2 separate regions of the Triticum aestivum genome follow, and region 2 is linked to region 1. The links are chromatin contacts, called in public Hi-C maps. All regions are on one chromosome and are shown on one strand. The core of a region is the stretch at or near the end of the contact, and the rest is flanking DNA. Distances in the headings are between cores, read along the strand shown.

The links. A called contact is a pair of places that touch in the nucleus more often than the background predicts.
Region 2: a contact with region 1 is called in a Hi-C map of leaf, with 8 times the contacts expected there. The contact joins the promoter of LOC123085684 here to the promoter of LOC123081893 in region 1. A contact is called at or near these places in 2 of 5 Hi-C or Micro-C datasets (both in leaf).

The regions. Positions count from the first base shown.
Region 1 is chr4A:153,485,338-153,492,104 of IWGSC CS RefSeq v2.1, forward strand. LOC123081893 (calcium-binding protein CP1) reads left to right here and starts at 3,610. Exons shown (of 1, transcript XM_044504405.1): 1 at 3,610-4,467. The coding sequence starts at 3,743. The coding sequence ends at 4,246.
Region 2 is chr4A:154,199,863-154,206,629 of IWGSC CS RefSeq v2.1, forward strand. LOC123085684 (protein SUPPRESSOR OF QUENCHING 1, chloroplastic) reads left to right here and starts at 5,317. Exons shown (of 27, transcript XM_044507364.1): 1 at 5,317-5,835. The coding sequence starts at 5,457.

The sequences.
Region 1 (6,767 bases), core at 2,360-4,859:
TTTTTATATATTTTTTATTCATGTCCATCCCGGACACGATTTGAACCCATCGACGCAAAGCCGGACACGGATGAATTTATCGGCGTCCCAAAAAGACAAAATCCGGTCAATCCGAACATCCGTTTGAGTTGTGCGGTGGAGTCGGCGTCAGCATCGTTTGGCTGTTTGCGGATTCGCCATGGTTGCAAGCTGGTTTTTACCGTCGGCACGAGAATACGGTTCCGCCTCCACGCAAATTGGAATCGGAAGCTTTTGTCGGTATTCGCGGCACATGGGCACTGCTAGAAAGAACGTTGCGGGAGCATTCCGTATCCGATTTTGCATAGGTAAGTGAGAAACAGCTCGACGCCGATGGGTTCGTAACCGCGTTTGTCACCCTATACGTATTTGTCATCCATATTTGACTGGTGGTTACAACTTACCAGCCGTACTCAAGTGATTTTAGGAAACCGGCATGCTTTTTTTAAGTTATTTTTTAAGTTAAAAGCACCGGGGTCCTAGAACTTGCTCATAATGTGATGGTTTGATCCTACAACTTGTAAAATGACCCTACCCAGTCCCACAACTTGCACCTAATGTGCAACTTTGGTTCTGGACCAATCACAGAGCGACAAGTGGACTCGTCGGGCCTGAGCCAGTCAGAGCGCGTTTTTGCAAAGAGCCCCCTGCCTTTCATTAGAATCAACCCGCTGTGCTGTGCAGTCAGGCAGGCAGGCAAGAAAACCAAAGCTAGGCTGGAATGGAATGGCAGCGTTGCGCAACAGTCGGCCTGGCTAGCCCCAGGCTTCTCACTGCTCAATTTTACCCGCATGTCTCATGTTGCCATGAACGTATGGAGTTTTCACTCTTGAACGTTGTTGGATCACAGATCGGTGGCCTCCGTCATGCGGTGACTGGAGGAGATATGCGCCACAGCCTGAGCTCGGCTTCCTGCTGAGGCCTCGGACGACGAGCTCGGCCTGCCGCCGGTGGCGGGCGCCTCCTCCTCGTCGAATGATGCCGGGGGCTGGGAGCCGGAGGAGCATTCAGATAGCACTACCAACAGAGCAAGTCATCAAGCACACGAATTTAGACGGCAGAGAACATCATTGATGAGCCACTGCCCATGTCAGATTCATGTGACAGTTAATCGAAGCATCAACAAATAACAGAGCAAGTCATCAGGCACACGAATTTAGATGGCAGAGAACTGGTTAACTGTAACAGTATCATAATCCTTTCGTTGGATATCATAAAAAAATTCACAGGATCATGTTCCAAAGCACTCGTGTGGCAAGATAAACTGAGATTCAGGTCACATATGTACTAGCAATGCGCCACCTAGCAACGGTGCCCATAAGTTTGTGAAGTACTCTAGCTAGTGTAGATCTTCGTGGTTCGCCGACGACGATCATGATGGTCTTGCAGAAACGCGCAGCCAGCGTGCCCAGCTCTTGGATTCACAGGCCATGCCAAGCTCTTGGAGAAACGCGTAGCCAGCATGCCCGACTTCGAATAGTACCACCACATCTGCCATCCCATGGAACCATAAAACCGGCGTCTGCAGGTTTGCAAGAATCCAGAGACAAGACATTTGCAAGAGGATTCAACTACGAAATATAATTGGCTTAACCATGATTTGGTGGGTCGTTGTTACCTTTCTGGCTTCAGGCGTCACCCTGTCAGCAAATGATTTGCTTAGAGGAACCGAACCACTGAAAACAGTACATCCACCTAAAGTCTGGGGGTTGAGCAGAACACTTGCTATGGCTAGAGCACCTGTGGAGACAGAATGGAAATCAAATTCTCAGTAAGTACTGTCTTGAAACCAGAAATGATTAGATGCATATTTCACCGCCGTACTTCCTTGGCTTAATCCACAAATGTTTAGCGACAGGGAACAGTTTATCTGTTCTTCATCCAATTAGGTGATACATGGATACAGAAGTACTAGAATAATATAACAGAAATCCACTCTGCTCAGTATATCCAGGCTCTAGTTAATCTGCTTTTATAACATTAGAACACGCACCGATGTGCTTGAATAGCCATGAGGATTCCATACACTTGGTGCAAGAGGTTCATTATATTGCAAAGTGCTATGAAACTTGCTTCGTATTTAAAATATTCAAACAGAGATTTCTGACGCTGATGAGAAAAAACTTCTTTTGTATTTAAAGTATTTCAAACACTGATGAGAAAAATGATGTCATATCATTCTATAAAGTAACAGTGAGAAAATACTAAACCTCATTAGTCTTGAACAATATTTACTTTGTAATATAGGTTGACCTGCAAATAGCACTCTGGCAGTTCCAGTTTACTGATTATTTCCTGAAGGGGGAGCACTGCCAGGATCAATGTGTGAAGCAAGCTTGATTTCTGACACATGCATACTCTGAAGCATCAGCAAATAACACTAACCAACTCTTTAGCAACAAATATGACACACTGAAGAGCAGTGGCGTAGCCAGCCCAATAAGTCAGGGTGGTCCACCAATAGAAATATTTACATAAGTTTATTTATTTTCAAAGAAATATATTTTTAATACACTATGGGGAAATTCCAGGGTGGTCCATGGACCACCCTGGCCACCCCCTAGCTACGCCACTGCTGAAGAGAGATTGCGAATGGGAGAATGGCTACAGTACACGTAAATCACTCAACAGCAAGCGATTATTTCTGGGAGTAAATTGAGTTGCGGATGATTACGGCGGTTATGGGGACCTCCGGATGCTGAACCACGCATTGATCACCACGTCACCTGCAGCGGCAACACCGCAATCGATCGAGCAACTGAATAAAATCTCAGCTGTGTTTTCAGTTCACTCAGCACAGCGGGTTGATTCTAATGAAAGGCAGGAGGCTCTTTGCAAAAACGCGCTCTGACCGGCTCGGGCCCGACGAGTCCACTTGTCTCTCTGTGATTGGTCTAGGACCAAAGTTGCACGTTGGGTGCAAGTTGTGGGACTGGGTAAGGTCATTTTGCAAGTTATAGGACCAAACCATCATATTGTGAGCAAGTTCTAGGACCCCCAATGCTTTTAACTCTTTTTTTTTTAAGACCGAAGACGCTCTTCAAAAACGACATGCGCGTGGTGTTAGCTACACAGCCTTCCTTCCTTCCTTCCTTCCACACGCGCTCAGGAACGTAAGGTGGATCGAACAGTCACGCGCGTGGTGTTGCACAAGCAGCTTTCCTTGCGAAAGATACTACAAACTCAGCCACAAAAAATTCTGACGCCACGAAGGATCTCACACCGAAAGCGACGGCCAGAGCTCGTACCGGCGACCGACCGGTGATGTCAGCCTACACGTCTTCCCGATTGGACCGGTCCAACCAAGCGCCGAAAACCTGTGGCCCCACGCTCGGCTCCTTGCCCTCCAAGCTTTCTCTCACCTCAAATCGTAAATCAAACCAATTAAATACTCATATCACCCGCGTTGACACAGAAATCGCGAGAAAACCCAGTGCACCACCTCCACGAAACACCCGTGTCCCGGTGGGAATCTGCAAGATCAAAACGTGAGATACAGATATACAGCAGGCCGTAGACGAGGTCCACGAATAGCCCTCCTGGCCAGCTGGAGAATTCTATTCCGCCGCCTATAAATACGGGCCTCCTCTCCTCGCCAAACCCAAATAGCCTCCCAGCCCTCTCTGCCTCCCGAAAAAACAAACAAACAGAGATCGCGCTTCCAATCTAGCTCTGCGGCTGTCGCGAGGCTCCACATTTCCCTCCCCGCAGCGCCGAAGTAAGCATGTGTCCCGGCGGCAGGTACGCGGGCCTTGACCTCCCCGCCGGCGCCGGCGCGGGGGACCTGCGGCCGGCGTTCGACGTGCTGGACGCGGACCACGACGGCCGCATCAGCCGCGACGACCTCAAGACCTTCTACGCCAACGCGGGCGCCACCGACGAGCGCTTCGACGACGACGACATCGAGGCCATGATCACCGCCGCCGACGCCGACCTCGACGGCTTCGTGCAGTACCACGAGTTCGAGGGCCTCCTTGGCCGCGCAGCTAAGGCGGGGGCGGACAGCGGCTGCCGCTCGGCGATGGAGGACGCCTTCCGGCTAATGGACCGCGACGGGGACGGCAAGGTCGGGTTCGAGGACCTCAAGGCCTACCTCGGGTGGGCCGGGATGCCGGTCGCCGACGACGAGATCCGCGCCATGATAAGTATGGCTGGTGACGGCGACAGCGGCGTGGGGCTCGAGGCGCTCGCCAGAATACTCGCCGTGGACTTTGATGCCATCGTCTGAAGAATCTAAAATAATCCTACTGTAAAGCACTAGACTTGATTTTTTGGGACTTTTTCCCCCTAAAATTTGGTTGGTGGGGAGAGCAGGCTGGCGTGAGATTGATTGTTGTGAGTGGTTCTCGTTAACCGTGAGTTTTGAATGTATCGTACTGTTACCCATAAAAAATCGAAAATCTTTGAGAAACATGAAAGATACTATGCGTGTATCCTTGGAAACTTAAACAAGTGCTCTACTCCCCTGCAGGTCATAATACTCCTTCATTCTAAATGTAGTGCGTCCATGTTTTTCGAGATCTAAATTTGATCATAAATTTAGTCAACAAGACCAACTGTGGCGGTAGCAAAAATTATAGCACTTAATTCGTATTTTCAAACTTAGATTTCAAAAAATGCGGGTGCACTACATTTAGAAATAGAGAGAGTATGTCACTAGCATGCAGAGCGCCGGTGTGCGTGGCTGCTTTATTTTTTATATAAGAAAAGAAGACAATGGGTAAGCAACCAATTTAACTCAGATAAATATCGAAAGCTACTAAAAATCAGTTCACCCATGGTTACAAACACTTAGCCACTCTGGAGTCGCCTCCGCTACTCCCTCCTTCGCCGTCATCATCGAAAGTCGTCTAGCAAAGCCCCGCGACGCACAATGGTGGTGAGAACATGCACTGCCTCACCTTGGTGCCTCGGATCCAAGGTCCCGGAGTCGCCATCTTCTTTTCGGTCGGCGAGTGCTGACCTTTTGACGGCTTCTCGCACTCGTCGCCGCCATGGGGAGGCCCCGGATGGATCCGACATGGATGTGGCGGCTAGGCGGGCGACAGCTCCACTGACTGATCTACCTTGCTCACGATCCGGTTATGTCGGCTCCATGGACGACGGGTCTGGGCAGGGCTATATCCGGTGAGATGGTAGACGTGGTGATGTGCTCCATCTCGATGTTGGTCGGTGTGGTGACCACTGCGGTAGCGGTCGTGCCGCGAATTGTGGTCCCACCAAAAGGTCTTTGCAGGGGTTCTCTTTCCATATCCGGTGGTTGCCTCGGCAGTGAAATGCATTCCGTGGACGACGACTTGAGATATGATTGTGCAGACTGGCGATCAATGTTCTAGCCCAACGCATGCAACTCTTAGGATCACGGAAAAGTGGTGGCAACAACACACGGTTGACTTCGATAGTGGTGCTTCTAGAGTACTCGGTATCGAGCTCTGTGGTGAAAATCCAGGCTTGGCCCGAGTTGGTTATACCTAGCAATGGCTATCTTTTTTACATTGTTACCTTGTTGAAGGCATTACTCGGATATGCTCATACCAGTTCTTCAGGGTGAAAACCTACATTCTTGCCTTTGGAGGTGATTGAGACCATGCAAGACGGAGGACAATCAGCGGGTGCGGCGGCGGCAATTTTTGATGATTGTTTTCACTATGCATGTGATTTTGTGGTGACTAGACTCGAACACGGTAATAGAGAGGGAAACAAAGTTGCTCATGAACTTGCTAGATTAGCTAGATTTTCTTTGACTTCGGATTGGGTTGAGGAGCCTATCAATGAAATTGTAATGATCATCACAAACGATGTACTGATTATTTCTAATAAATAAAGTTTCGATTTAACTCAAAAAGATGATTGGTGTGAATGTGGTCATTCCTGTTGTTTGCCGACTGCAGATTTGATCAGTTCCTTTTTTTCTCTCGCTTAGGCATAACTTTGGTGTTATATTACTTTGTTATTTGCCGGTATTTTGTGTGTGTGTGTGTGTGTGTGCATCCTACCTACGCAGAGGCTGGGTATGTGCTTATTGGGTTTGTATCCACTTGATGCTTCATTTTAAGTAAATAAAACCCACCTTTATTCAAAAGCAAACACTTAGGTACATATTTTAAATATTCCAGGCAAAGTTGTTCCTACCAAGATAGTCAAAGTTTGAAAACTGTCTCGTGCAACCAAAACTTGTACAAAATAAAGCTTTCTTTGAACTAAAGGAAAATTGCTCTTTTATACATTTCAAAGATCATAATTTTACAGATAACACCAAAGGAGAATTGCTCTTGTATACATTTCAAAGATCATATTTTTACAGATAATACCCCATCCAACAATAATAGATGGAAATTGGTAACAGAGGATGGAAAACCAGTAAAAAAGCTGAATTGGAAAATAGAAAGAACTAACATTTATACAAAGGTACACTCTTTTAGCCTCGGTGTTGGCAGCCCAGCCAGAAAACCAACAATGTAATCTGTGATGCATACAAATTTTAGTTAACAAATCAACAAAAGTTGAATGGAAATACTCTAGTAAAAGGATAGAATCTTTGGCATTACATTGCAAGGACGATTTCTTTATACATAATATTTTGAGTACTATATGTTGCATCCTCTCACCCTTAGTCGTGAACAATAGCACACATGAGCAACAGAATATAGATGAATTATCAATCAAAATCAAGCCTAATTCTCACAATCTAAATGGTACTAATTTTGTATACTCTAAAGCACATAATTTTGTTTGATTTTCTTATCCTA
Region 2 (6,767 bases), core at 4,067-6,566, 720 kb after region 1:
GTCACTCCGAGTATTGGAGAGGTATCTCTGGGCCCTCTCGGTAAGGCACATCACTATAAGCCTTGCAAGCAATGTGACTAATGAGTTAGTAACGGGATGATGCATTATGGAACGAGTAAAGAGACTTGCCGGTAACGAGATTGAACTAGGTATGATGATACCGACGATCGAATCTCGGGCAAGTAACATACCGATGACAAAGGGAATGACGTATGTTGTTATGCGGTTTGACCAATAAAGTTATTCGTAGAATATGTAGGAGCCAATATGAGCATCCAGGTTCCGCTATTGGTTATTGACCGGAGATGTGTCTTGGTCATGTCTACATAGTTCTCAAACCCGTAGGGTCCGCACGCTTAACATTCAATCACGATTTGTATTATGAGTTATGTGATTTGATGACTGAAGTTTGTTCGAAGTCCTGGATGAGATCACGGACATGACAAGGAGTCTCGAAATGGCTGCGAGGTAAATATTCATATATTGGAAGGTTGCATTTGGACATCAGAATGGTTCCAAGTGGTTTGGGCATTTTCCCACGGTACCGGGAGGTTACGAGAACCCCCCGGGAGAAGTATTGGGCCTATTGGGCCTTATTGGAGGAGAGGAGAAAGGCCATGTGAGAGGGGCGCCCCCCTTGTCCAAACCGAATTGGACTAGGGGAGGGGCCGGCCCCCCTCTTTCCTTCTCCCTCTCTCTCCCTTCCCCTTTTCCCTCTCCGTGGAAGGAAGGAGGGGGGGCAATCCTACTTGGACTAGGAGTCCAAGTAGGACCCCCCTTATGGCGCCCCCCTTAGGCCAGCCACCACCTCCTCCTCCCTTTATATATGTAGACGGGGGGGGGGGGGGCACCCCAAAGGCACAACAGACATCTCTTAGCCGTGTGTGGTGCCCCCCTCCACAGTTTACCACCTCGGTCATATCGTCGTAGTGCTTAGGCGAAGCCCTACGCCGGTAACTTGATCATCACCATCGCCACGCCGTCGTGCTGATGGAACTCTCCCTCGTCCTCAACCGGATCAAGAGCTCGAGGGACGTCACCGTGCTGAACGTGTGCAGAACACAGAGGTGCCGTACGTTTGGTACTTGGATCGGTTGGATCATGAAGACGTTCGACTGCATCAACCGCATTACTAAACGCTTCTACTTTCGGTCTACGAGGGTACGTGGACACACTCTCCCGTCTCGTTGCTATGCATCTCCTAGATAGATCTTGCGTGATCGTAGGATTTTTTTTGAAATACTACATTCCCCAACAGATTGATGATCTAGATTGGTTTGAGTTGTATGTTTTTTGTGCTGTCCTGTGGTGCCTTACGTGCCTCGCACACGTGAAGGATTCCCGTTGTAGGGTGTTGCAATATGTTCATGATTTTCTTATAGTGGGTTGCTTGAGTGACAAAAGCATAAAACCGAGTAAGGGGGTTGCTGCGTATGGGAAAAAGGGGACTTGATACTTTAATGCTAGGTTTTACCTTAATGATCTTTAGTAGTTGCGGATGCTTGCTGGAGTTCCAATCATAAGTGCATATGATCAAAGGAGAGAAAGTATGTTAGCTTATGCCTCTCCCTCATATAAAATTGCAATGACGACCACCGATCTTGTTAATAAATGCCTAGGATAATTCCGCACACCGATCCATCATCGTTCCACACTCGCTATTTATAATATATTCTAACTTTATGTTAACAACACCTATTTTATATTTTAGTTCTCTGATATCATGCAAAGTTATCCTCTTCATAACCACAATGTAGTTTTACTTCTCGTTTCTAGATGGAAGTAAACGTTCGGTGTACTAGAGTCGTATCAGTGGCAGATAGGACTTGAGAGAATATTGATCTTACTTTTAGCTCCTTGTGGGTTCGACACTCCATACTTATCACTTCCACCTTTGGAAATTGCTATGATGATTCCTTGCACTTGGGGATTATCACTGCTCTAAGGATGCTTGCACTTGGTATTGTCGCAGATGTTGTTGGTAAGATGGTTAGGATGGGGGAGAGCACATGCTTGAAGACTACTGTCAAGTTTGCCCGCGTCGTCGTGCAGTTGTTTGGAGCAGAGTATCTGAGAGAACCAAATGTGCAGGACACAGAAAAGTTGGTTGCTATTGGAGAGGCCAGAGAGTTTCCAGGAATGCTTGGATTAATTGATTGCATGCATTACTAATGGAAGAACTGCCCCAAAGGTTTGCGGAGAACGTATCAAGGTCACACCAAAGAGGCCACCATCATACTAGAAGAAGTGGCATCCCATGACTTATGGATTTGACATGCTTTTTTTGGAATGTCGGGTTCTCATAATGACATCAACGTGCTTGAACGATCTCCCTTGTTCAAGAGGCTTTATAATGGGGAATCACCGCCGTGCAAATACACTGTACATGGGTTACTATCTTGCAAATGGCATCTATCCTCAGTGGACGACGTTTGTGAAGGCCATATCCGAACCACACGGTAACAAAGAAAGACAATTTGCAATAATGCAAGAAACAACTAGGAAGGGTGTGGAGAGGGCATTTAGAGTACTTCAAGCTCGTTGGGGAATTGTTCGTGGAGTTGCAATGATGTGGAAATCAAAAACTTTGCGGCAGCACATGACATGTTGTGTTATCTTGCACAATATGATTGTCGAGAATGAGGGTGATGGTGTTGCTCAAATCAATGATTTTGAAACGCCTGGAGAACAAGTTCAAATCCCGGAAGATCAAAATGCAGCCCAACTTATGAACTTCCCGCAGGTGACTCAGAATCTTTGAGATCATCATGTGCACGGGCAGCTACTCAGTGATCTTGTGGAGCATATGTGGACCCATAATGAAAACCAAAGAGCTGATGTTTGAGTTGTGCACTTAAAATAAATTTTATGTACACACTATGTGTTTTTGGTACCAACATTTGTTATTTACGTGCAACATTTGCATGTATGATCGACGTGCATTGATTTGAGAGTTCAGATTTGAGATATGTGGATGTCGAGCACGATATATGAGGGGCCTTGGGATACGTCCGCAGGCATGTATATCCTGGATGCGGTCCTAGTCTTTCATGAAGTACGTCATGAGGTCCGTACCAAACACCAGAAGTTCGTCTTCCCGAAAATCGACTTCCACGAAGCCTATGACACGGTTAGATGGACATTCCTTTGGGAAGTCCTGCTTCAGAAGGGGTTTGATGACCGCTGGGTTACCCGGGTCATGCGAATGGTCTCCTCCGGTCAGACCGTGGTCAACATCAACGGCGAGATTGGTCCTTACTTCCCCACCCTATGTGGGGTTAGACAGGGTGACCCTTTCTCTCCGTTCCTCTTCAACATGGTCGTTGATGCTTTGGCTACCATCCTCAACATGGCGAGGGACACATGACACATTCGAGGTCTAGTTCCACACCTGGTGGGTGGAAATGGCGTTTCCCTTCTCCAGCACGCCGATGACACCATCATTATGGCCGAGGGCACCATGGAGGATATCATGAATGTCAATTTTCTCCTGCTCTGCTTCTAGGAGATCTCTGGCCTCAAGATTAATTTTGATAAGAGCGAGGTGATGGTAATGGGCCATTCCCCCACTGAGAGTCGGACTATATTGCCAATCGACTTAATTATCAGGTTGACTCCTTCCCCACTACCTAGTTGGGGATTCCCATTAGTGACTCTCGGCTCTCCGTCGCTGACTCGAGGCCTTCGGTTCTCAAACTCCATCACCGTGTTGAGCCATGGTAGGGACGATGGTTGTCTAAGGCAGGTCGGACGATCCTCATTAACTCCTCCCTATCCGGCCTCCTCCTATACATCATGAGCTTCTACAGCCTGCCCGAGACACTTTAACATGAGATCGGCACGATCCAGGCTCGCTTCTTCTGGGTCGGCGATGGTGATAAGCAGAAATACCACATGGTGCGATGGACCAAAATCTGCAAGCAGCGGGACCAGGGCGGCCTCGGCACCATGTCCTCCAAAACGGATGAACATTGTGCTCCTAACGCGCTGGCTCTAGCGTATCGCCAATGGGGACGGCGGCTTGTGGCTCCACATTATCCAGAATAAAAACTGTGTGGCCGGCCCCTCTGTGAGCGGTTTGGGGGCTCCCAGTTCTGGCAGTCCGTCATCCAACTGCTGCCTGTTCTCCGCATCAGGACCTCCATTTCGGTGGGATCTGGAACGACCACCTTATTCTGGTTCGATAGGTGGGCTGGCGATTCCCCCTTCGCGGCCCGGTTCTCGGACCTATTATCCATCGCGGTCGACCCTCAGGTCTCAGTTGAGACGACCCTTATTGACTTAGGGCGTCTCGCGTTCCAGCGCCCTTTGGGCCCTCGGAACTATCTGCCTGGCACGAGCTCATGGACGGCGTTGCGCTCCACGAGCTGGACCTGGAGACGGCGCACGATCGCCTATCCTGGCACCTAGAGCCCTCGAGCAGATTCTCCACGAAGTCTCTATACCGGGTCATTGCTGCCACCTCTCGGTCGGAGCCCCCGGAGACGATCCGGTCGACCAGACTCCCTCTGAAGATCAGAATCTTTTTGTGGCAATGGATCCGTGGGCGTGTCCCCTCCGGCGTTGAGGTGTTAAAATGAAATGGCCGGGGAGATGGGATGTGTCCTCTTTATGGGACCGAAGAATACTCAAATCACATTTTCTTCTCATGCGTCTCCGCCCGGTTTCTCTGGAGTTGCCTGCGCGAGGTGGTCGGTGGTCGTTGGTGTAACACCAACTTCCTCGACCTCTTTGCCGAGATCCAGGCCTCGCCCCCAGCGAGTCGCCACATTAGGTGGCTGAAGATTGGGGTCCTTGCTTGGATGCTTTGGACGGTTCGGAATAAGCTAGTGATCCAGCGTGTTCCTTTTCGACGTGCTACCGACGCAGTGTTTAAAATGTGTGGCTATTTGCAGCTTTGGCGGCTGCTTAGCCGCCTCCAAGACCGAGACGTCATCAACATCATCATTGCTAATCTTTGTGCGATGGCTCTTCGCTTGGCGCCACTGCTTCCTCGGCCATCACCTGAGCCGGATTAGCATCTTTGTGGCCTTGCCACCTTTTTTCTTTGTTCTTTTAGAGCTTGTTGAGCTGTGCCCTTAGCTGCACCTTCTGTACTATTTGTCGTGCGACCTGAGTGTGTGCGTGTGTGGACTTATATGGTACTTTGTGGTCTTGGTGGTTTGTTTTATTTACAAAGCGGGGTGAATTTTTTTTGGTAAAGAGATCTCATCTGCCTCACAAATTCCTCCCACTGGGGTTTGCTACCCTTGTTTTGGTTTCTCCCGCCTCATTTTCCCTCTTCCATTTTGTGTGGATCATGCCAAGATAAGGTCGCACCGGCCAAGCAGAGACCGCAGCAAAGGACGACCACGTTTAGGGCCAGATATCCACCCGCTCGTTCGCCGTGGCCGCCCCGCCACATAAACCGTCCCTGCCTCCCACTACTCCCGAGCTCGCGGTCCCCGACGGCTACCATGGCGCGGCAAATCGTGCCTTCTAGAAGCTTCCACAGCCTCCTCACCTCTCGGCACTACCCGCTCCCCTCCCCGGCGCCACCGCTCCGCCCTCTACTTCTACCGAAAGCCCTATCTCGGGCCACCGCCGCCGCCACCCCGCAACTCCCTCGCCGGGGGCGACGTCCCGTCGTCGCCGCCTCCGCCTCCGCCCCAGCGCCTTCCTCGTCGGAGACCGAGGCGGTGCCGGGGGCATGGGGGAAGGTCTCGGCCGTGCTGTTCGACATGGACGGCGTGCTCTGCAACAGCGAGGAGCCGTCGCGTCGCGCCGCCGTGGACGTCTTCGCCGAGATGGGCGTCGACGTCACCGTGGATGACTTCATCCCCTTCACGGGCACAGGTGACTTATCTCTCTGTGCTACTAGTACTGTCAGATCGGAAATGCAGTTCGCGCGATTTCTAACGACCATCCCATCCTATATGCTCGTATACCTTAAATTTCTGCGCCCCCTACGTTATTAGGTTGCGTGTAATCTGAACTACAAATATTGTATGCACATTATGACCTAAAAATATTGCTTTTAAAACTATGACCTAATGACCTACAGTATTGTTTTTTCCTGTGTATCTGTACTAGTTGGCTTGATAGTACATTGTACACCACTTCGCAGAGTAATTGAACAGTATGCTCGAACCAAGTTCTGTGCTTCTTAAGTTTTCTAATTTGTGTAAGTTGGCAGTCTGTATGCTCAGACCATGGATCATTGTGATTCCTTGGTAATTTCATTGACCACTAATTGATTATATGCTTGTTTGACAGTAACCATAATCCCTCACAAATTAGTTTTCTAGTTTTAAAACAATAACATTCTGTCACTGCCAGATAGCCATTTACTGAACCAAAAAAGTACTGTCGCATCAGAATACTCATGAGAGTATGTTATCTCTAGCTATAAGCATAAATGTTTTACCTATCCCTGCATTGGAGCACATGATATTAGATTGTGCCTTTCACTCTTGGGAATTCTAGATTCTCTTAGGCACCCAACACACCTGGACGGAGGGAGTATCAAACATTTAATCACGTACCTTCTCTTCTCTCGTTACTTTTTTGCATGATCTGAGTCGTGTAATAAAGGAATTGTTATCAGTTTTTTTTGTTTCCAATGTGGAAGTGATTTATCAGCTTTTCACTAATTTGTTATATGCTTATTTGGCAGTAACCATAATCCCTTGCAAATTGTTTTTCTACTAGTTTTAAAACAATAAGATTCTGTCAGTGCCTGTATAATCATTTAATGAACTAAAAAGGTACTGTTGCATCAGCGTAGT